Regions from separate parts of the Mus musculus genome. Here region 2 is linked to region 1. The links are chromatin contacts, called in public Hi-C maps. All regions are on one chromosome and are shown on one strand. Each heading gives the region's core, a stretch centred on a gene start, on an enhancer-like site or on the middle of the called end of the contact. The rest is flanking DNA. Distances are from core to core; before and after follow the strand shown.

Region 1 (4,282 bases), core at 594-3,093:
TACAGTGTCCACCCATTCACCCCTGGAGCTGAGGGGTAGATGTGAACGGAAGGATGATCTTGGCAAATGGAGTTACCGGCCGGGCCACTCGGGTGGAGGAGGTAGAGTTGGAGGGTACTTGGCCCCTTGGTGCCACCTTCCTGTAGACCCCAAGGAGGCCTCTGGCATGTAGACTTTTTAAAAAATATTTATTTTATGTAAGTGTGAACATTGTCACTCCCATCATACACAGCAGAAGAGGGCATTGAATCCCATTACAGATGGTTGTGAGCCACTATGTGGTTGCTGGAAATTGAACTCAGGACCTCTGGAAGAGTAGTCGGTGCCTTTAACCGCTGAGCCTTCTCTTCCTGCCCCGTGTAGACTTTTAACCACCAGAAGTGAAGGCTGTGACCCTCCCATTCTAAGTGTGTTACCTGCCCTGGACTTGCACAGGACACTCTGTGTGTGTGCTTTTTCACTCTTGTGGCTTAAGTGACTGACAGCCTAGAGAGACACAAGGTCAGAAGACCTTCACTTGTGCATGTAGTGACCCAGACACCATTGCTATGCGCAGCAGCCACTGGTCTAAGGCAGTGTCCTATGCTACACAGCACTGTCAATCAGGTCAGCTGATCCTTCCGCCTCACCAGGTTTCCCAGTGGTGGTTTCTGCCATTTATGTACTTGTCTCGGCCCCATGGATACCAACCCAGAAGACGGGTCAGACGAGGGAGCGCCTGTACACGACACTTCCTCCTGCAGATGTTGCTGTGATCCTGGGTTGCTTGATAGCAACGGGAGCCAGCCACTGTGTGACTGGTTGCTGGGCTGGCTGTACTGTTTAGAGAGGTGTGAAGGGGCAATGATGGGCGTGATCCTTTTTATCCCACGTGTTTGCCATCCCTGCATCTTGAGCCTTAGATGTCAAAACGCAACTGTACGTTCAACCTACCGAAGACCATGCATGATTCAGGAATGCCTCCCACCCCTCTATCTGTTGGCTGGTGGCAAGCTGGATCAGGGAAGTGGGCTGTGTGAGACTACCTGTGGCCACCCAGTGGGGAGTGTCCAGGAAGGACACGGGAGCAGGTAGTGAAATAATCCATTGGTAGCCTGGGGACTGGGCATGTCACTCCACAAAGCACCAACGTCTATGTATAGGTTGTATTGTGCCCAGAAGCACTATGACAACCAGTCAGAGCTCTGTGCTCCAACACAGGCTTGGTAGTTGAGGACCAGAACAGGGACTAGGGCAGGGAGCAGGGAAGGGCTGGGGTGATTTTTAAGAGCTGGGGTGAGGTGGAGGAGGGTAGAATCAACTGCTGGTAATGGGACGAGTAGGTGGCAGCTGGACACAGCTACCCGGGCATGGAGATTTGAGGTCCAAGTCAGGCTCTGGGACAGAAGCGGGAAGAAGACGAGAGCTGGAGTTTCCCAGCCAGCTCAGAGACCTTCCTGGGTGATCAGACCCCTCAGGAAAAAAGAGCAGACCCTGCTACCTCCTAGGCATGGCTTCCTGGGCCATCCTAGACCCAGTCCTCTTGATGAACCTGGTGGCTTTCCTGTAGGGTCACAGTAGCACAGGGTTGGATCCGATGAACCAGGACCAAACCTCCTTGCCACCCTCCAAGGCCAGATATTATTCCTCCCAGAGCGGGCATGGATATGGGATTCATCTCCCAGGCGTGGACATGGGAGGCCCGTTCGAAGGCTCAGCAAGCTGAGACTCATTTTGGGGTCCTGTAGGTGTGCCTTCTCAAGGTCTGGATAGAGAAAAGTAGTCAACAGCTTCGAGCCACTCCCTGCTGCTAAGCACGGCATGCAGCTCACTGAGAGGCCAAGGCTCACTTCTGACTCGGCCCCTGCTGGCATGAGAGCTTTCCAGGCACCAGGGGGGCACAGAGCAGGCAAATGCACCCCAGGAGGACAGTGTGTGGTGGCAGGGGCTTGGCACGGTGCCCAGGTTTTCTGAGTTTTATCTAAACTCCCATTCGTATCTCCAGGTGAGGCCGTTTATCTCCCAGAAGCCTGACAGGCTGAAATGATTTAGTGTGTGTTTGTTCTGTTCTGGAAAAGCGAGTATGTTTAGTGTAGAAGCGTGTCCACACAACCCCGCCAGATCCTATGGTTGATTTCCTGCCCTTTTTCAAATGGCGGTTTTTTGTTTTGTTTGAGGTTTATTTGTTCATCATTTAAAGCAACAGCCAGCCAGCCTTCCCACCCTCCTCCTCCTCCTCCTCCAGCTGAGCCAGCCCCACTTTCCACTGCGGAAATGGCGTATGGGGATGGGGGGGGGGATCCAGCTCAGGCTTGCCCCCTCACAGCTGGCATTCTGAGATGCCAGCAGAGAGCATGCCCCAGCTGTAGCCCTGTTTCTGTCTTCAGCTTTGCAGTGTAGGTGACAAGTGTGCGTGCTCACATAGGTCCCTTGCACTGTCCGGGTGTTATCTCTGGAGAGCATGTGACCCTTGGAGGCTGACCTGGCATCAGGTGGTTCTGTCAGGGTACCCTCCAGCCTGTGCTCTGTTGCCTTTCCTCAGAGTGCGGTGACCTGGTATTTGAACATAGTCACATCTAGGATGAGGTTGAGTTTATGGCTCTCCTCCTATGTCTGTGAATCTGTGGGAGTGAGGTGGGGGGGGGGGCGGTGCTTTCCTCTGGGAAGATACAGGGTTATGGTCAAGGGCAGAACATTGGACTACAGCTGCCAGTGTGGGCCCCATGCATGGGTGTGCCAGTCAAGGGTGGACTTTGGTGAGGATGTGGCCAGCTGTGGGGTTAGATTGTGCTTGTGGCCAGGGTGACTTTTGCCTAGTTGTGGGTGGGGTCAGTTGCAGCTGTGGTTAATGGTGTGGGTAAGCTGTGGGTGTGGCCTGGGTTTTTCCAGGTGGCCAGTGTGAACAGGGCCAGGTTTTCCCCTTCCTCTCTGTCCCCTCTCATTTTCTACCCTGCCTGGCTTAACTTCCTGCTGGGAAACCTACCGTTATCTTCCAGCGGGCTAGCCTGGAAGCTCTGTCTAGGCCTTGACTCCCAAAAGGCCCATGAGCAGCTGCCCTTGGGCTACATCTTCAAGTCTCATTGTGGAACATCTCAGGCTGGGTTTATATGAATGCCTCCCTAGGCTAAACTCTGGGAGCTCAGTGTCCCTTGTCCCTTGTCCTTTTTCCCATGACCTTGTTCCTGACACTGCTGGGTCTTCTGTACACCAGCAGGCAGAGCTGGCTTCCTTGCTGACTCATTCCTCAAGGAGATGCGTGCTGTCCTTCAGCCCACGTGCCGCATTCTCATTTGTAGCACATGGCCTTTGGCCTGACACATAGCACTGTCTGGCTAAGGGCAGATGGGTAGAAGAGTCTCCTCCTTCTGTGGTCTTGGACCCGCAGAAAACATCAAGACATTGTTCCTACTGGACAGAGAGGCCCCTGGAAGAAGTGCTCCCTAGAACCCCGGCTGCACCTACTGGCTAGCATTTCTGGGAACATAGGCTGAGGTCTCAGCCCGGGAGCTTTTGGCCTGAGCAAATGCCACTCCATAGTGTTTTTAAAATAAAAACTTGAAGTAGGGCCTGGTGAGATGGCTCAACAGTTAAGAGTATTGGCTGTGTTCTTCCAGAGGTCCTGAGTTCAATTCCCAGCAACCACATGGTGGCTCATGACCCTCTATAAGAGGATCTGATGCCCTCTTCCTGGCCTGCAGGTATACATGCAGCAGAACACACATACATTAAAAACAAACAAACAAAAACAAACTGGGGCTGGAGATGGCTCAGCGGGTAAGAGCACTGACTGTTCTTGCGAAAGTCTTGCGATCAAATCCCAGCAACCAAATGGTGGCTCACAACCATCCGTAATGAGATCTGATGCCCCCTTCTGGCGTGTCTGAAGACAGCTACACTGTACTTAGATATAATAATAAATATTAAAAATCAAATATTTAAAAATTAGAACAAGCTCACAAAAATATTCTCAAAAAAAAAAAAACAAAACAAAAACAAAAACAACAACAACAAAAAAAAACTAGTGCTTTGCCCATCCCCTGTTCCTGAATTACCCGCACTCTTGGTAGTGACCCCAGGTCATGCTCAGCCATTTCTGCTGAATTAGACAGAAGAGAGGAGCTTTGCTGCCCTTTGGGGACACTAGAGACCCTGCCATTGCAGAACAGCCTGATTTGGTCGCTCTTCAGTCCTATTACGATTTGGCCTCTGCCTGAGGAGGGATCACCCCCCCACCCCAGGCTTGGATCCCCTGTGGCAGTTTTACCGAGTGCTTGCCAGCCTGCCCCTTCCAGAGTCCCAGGGC
Region 2 (3,771 bases), core at 1,122-3,621, 200 kb before region 1:
ATACAAACCCTAGTCATCGGTTTCTCCTGCCCCTCCCTCAGAGCAGGAGCAGGAGGGAAAGGCTGACTGCCTGCCAAGCAGAAAGCGCTGAGCTGGCCACCTATAAGGCCATCCTTACCCAGCTTCCCCACAGAATGGAGTCATGTCAAGAGGCCCACAGCAGCCCCCTTCCATCCCAGGAGTCTCTGTCTTGAGATCTGACTGTGGCCTGTAAGCAGTCCCAGCTTTCTGCCCTAGAACTTTGGATCCCCCACACTGTAAGCCTGTCACTGCTATGACTTGGGGGAGGGTCACCTCAGTCTCTAATATAACCCCCACTGTTCACAGAGGCTGATGATGCTGGACCCACCCATAACAGACCATAAGGACTCTCATGGGATGAAAGGTAGGATGATGGAGCCCCTTTAATATCTACAAATTAGCTTCTTGTGGCCACTAACATTACATTCTGACTTAGTACAATAGTCACTATCTGTGATGGTTTGTATATGCTTGGTCCAGGGAGTGGCACTATTAGAAAGTGTGACCCTGTTGGAGTAGGTGTGTCACTGTGGGTGTGGGCTATAAGACCCTTATCCTAGCTGCCTGGACGCCAGTATTCTGCTAGCAGCCTTTAGATGAAGATGTAGAACTCTCAGCACCTCCAGCACCATGCCTGCCTGGATGCTGCCATGCTTCTGTCTTGATGATAATAGACTAAACCTCTGAACCTGTAAGCCAGCCCCAATTAAATGTTGTCCTTTTTAAGAGTTGCCTTGGAGCTGGGCATTGGTGGTGCAAGCCTTTAATCCCAGAGCTTGGGAGGCAGGGGGCAGGGGGCAGGGGGCAGGGGGTAGGGGGCAGGGGGCAGGAGGCAGGGGGCAGAGGGCAGAGGGCAGAGGGCAGAGGCAGAGGCAGAGGCAGAGGCAGAGGCAGAGGCAGGTGGATTTCTGAGTTTGAGGCCAGCCTGGTCTACAGAGTGAGTTCCAGGACATGGTGTCTGTTCACAGCAGTAAAACCCTAACTAAGACACTATCTTATGGTTTTAAAAGGTCCAGAGATCAAACAGGTGTTCTGGGCTTGACAGAATAGATGTGTTAATGGGCCAGTTTTATTTGGAGGCTGGTGGGAAGACTGGGTATACAGCATCCTTTCCAGCATCTAGAGGAACATGCTTTGCTTGGCTGGTGACTCCCAAAGAACAATAACTACATGCTGACCTACCTCCATCCTTCCCAACTCCATCTGACCCACCAGCCTCCTCCATCTGACCCACCAGCCTCCTCCTTGAGATTGCTTTGCACCCATAGATAATCTTGGATCTTCTCACCTCAGGCTGACAACTCTGTCACATCTGCCAAGGAATGGTCACATGCATAGGTTCCAGGGATTAAGGGGATAAACATTCTTGGGGAAATTGAGATTCTACCTACCATGTTTTCCCCTGAGATAATAATAACAGACAAGGTAAAGGAGCCCCCTCCCCCAGACAGAGGCCCACAGAGGACTTTCTAGCCTCACGGCTCCCATGAGCATCACAAAACAAGAAGCCCTCCTCTGATGGGCATATTGGCCTTCCTGGGTACAGAGACCCCACCCCCACCTCAGCTGGTAGGGTTCTCCCCTCCCACTTCACTCTCTTATCACCTCCAATTATGTCCCCCAACACAGAAGCAGGACTCCCCATCAACCCACTGAGGCAGCCCAAGCAATGAATGCTTACATAGACTTCCTCAAAACCCAGTAGTTTTTTGAAAAAGGAACCAATGAACAGTCCATTGCCAGAGGCAACAGGTGTGCCATCCTATAATATGCTCACACAAGCCTTAGCTGCGCAGCAGAAAGACACCTGCTCTCCTGTGCCCTCAGTCTGAGGACAGAGACAGATACAAGCTCAGAGCCCTGTTTCCACACGGGGTTTCTTACAGGCTCAGTCAAGCGAGGAGGCCATCTGGGGCCTGTGTGTGTCTAAGTTACAAGTGAGGATTTAGGCAAAAGCCCTAGCCTAGCCCGTTAGACCACAGAGCCAATACTGCAGAGCTATGAAGCTATGTATCACATGCCACTAATGGTGTGGCACAGCTCCTAAGCCAGGGTTTTTACAAGGCCCAGTGCCAGCCATAACTGACTCTAGGCACTCAGCTGGCCTGGTTACACAGCAGGGATGGCCACAGAGCCCCTGTAGAAGGCCAGAGGGGTGGGGATGTCCACTGAAGATGAGTTGGTCCCCGAAACTAAGTCTCCAGGGTGTACCTCGAAAGAAAAGTTCGATATCACAATTTAGAAGCTCCATTCAAGGCTGCTGCTCACACGACACCCATGTTGTCACTGTGTTATTATTCATTTAAGCAGACCAGCAAACCAACTACGAGGAAGATAAGTGAGATGACTCAGGTGCACAGCAGCACCAGAGGGAGCCAAGACAGTCCCCGAGGGACAAGGTCTACCCCCTCCCTACCCACAAAGGAGCTGTTGAGGCAGCAAAATGAATGTGGTGGAGAGAAAGCCAGGGGGGATATTTCTGTGTCTAGGTATACCTTACATCTGCATAGGTCTGAGAATACTAGGTCACCTATGAGAGTGACCTTGGGGCACCTTAAGAAGAAAGAGATTCTGGTCCTTATACCCAAACCCCATTTGGAGACTGCCAGATAGCTCCAAAGCAAAGAGGCAAAAGGAACTCGAGAGCGGGAGCCCCTGAAGCCAGAGGGACCTGGTACAGCAAAGGATTCCTCACAGAACACACATGGCAGAAGCTGTGGGAGACTGGTACAGTTAGGCCACCTGCTCACCCACCTGCTCCAGGCTTTAGCTTCTCCAAGGTTCTGGAAGGTGAAGGGCAGGTAATTCATGGACCCTCGATCCCCAAGACACCCATTCCTCCCTCCTCAGTACGATGATTCAGGGGGCGCAGAGGAGATAATTCAGCCCACAGGCATGGTCTGCCCAGGCAGCGCAGCCTCCATGGCTCCCGGCCCACAGGGAAAGAAAACAACTTCAAAGCTATTTTTAAATTTGTAAAAGCAGATCTCTCAAGCAGGAATCCCTTTGGCACAAGATGCAACAGGCCTAGCCAGAGGGGGAGGGGGGCAGAATCAAATGATAAGCTTTAAATAAAATTTCTCCCCACCCAGCTAGAGCACATACACACACAGAAGCCACCGGGAGGGGAAAAGAAAGCTGTCCCCGGCCAGGCTGGGCTGCACAACTGGGCACCTGAACAGGTTTTTACCAGGCCAGTTTCCCTTCCTGTTATCCTTAAGGATCTTTCTAAAAGACAATGCCTTGCTCTCCCCAGTGTACTGAGTTCAGGGTATCTGTTCACCTTCATCCCTAGGGAAGGGCACGGTGTGATGCTCCTCCCTGGCCACTCCACTCAAAGGGTGCTGTCCCCTCCATGTCCCCCCACAGCCTGTGTGTGCTCTCCTAGGGCTCACTTATCGCCATGTTATCCACTGCTCTGCACAGAAGTGACATTTACAGCATGATGAACTGTCAACACCAGGCTGAATGCTCCTCACAATCAGGTAGCGGGCGGCCAAGTTCTGGACGTTCAGCATTCTAATATGACAGGCTGCGGCTTGGGCTTGGTATTCTGGGTTTAGGAAGTCAGTTATGGGATGAGGGCGGTGTCCTGAGATTTGTGTGCAAATAGATAGACAGACAGGAAGGAAGGAAGGAAGGAAGGAAGGAAGGAAGGAAGGAAGGAAGGAAGGGGGCAGGAAAAGAAAGAAGAAAAAGAAATGAGATTCCAGACAGAACTACTGCCCAGAATGGAGGGCTTTTCAGGCC

What was found. Hi-C and Micro-C count contacts between places; a contact is called where the count stands out from the background.
Region 2: a contact with region 1 is called in a Hi-C map of bone marrow-derived macrophages, with 48 read pairs. The contact joins two enhancer-like sites. A contact is called at or near these places in 5 of 484 Hi-C or Micro-C datasets (bone marrow-derived macrophages, colorectal tumor organoids, embryonic fibroblasts and 2 more), 5 of 115 datasets of contacts at active chromatin or transcription factors (embryonic basal ganglia, embryonic stem cells, epiblast stem cells and 2 more) and 4 of 9 other capture datasets (adipose tissue, liver, macrophages and 1 more).

What each region holds. Positions count from the first base shown.
Region 1 is chr15:85,907,807-85,912,088 of GRCm38.p6, reverse strand. All of the region lies in intron 24 of Celsr1 (cadherin, EGF LAG seven-pass G-type receptor 1), which reads left to right. Among named protein-coding and RNA genes, the nearest start is that of Trmu, 31 kb to the right of the region's middle. Within about 2 kb of position 1,843, at least 52 of the 459 cell types and tissues checked have an H3K27ac peak or open chromatin away from gene starts, as enhancers often do. A contact at or near this core is called in pancreatic islet, where this site is marked.
Region 2 is chr15:86,109,106-86,112,876 of GRCm38.p6, reverse strand. All of the region lies in intron 3 of Gramd4 (GRAM domain containing 4), which reads right to left. Among named protein-coding and RNA genes, the nearest start is that of Gm15722, 20 kb to the right of the region's middle. Within about 2 kb of position 2,371, at least 61 of the 459 cell types and tissues checked have an H3K27ac peak or open chromatin away from gene starts, as enhancers often do. A contact at or near this core is called in pancreatic islet, where this site is marked.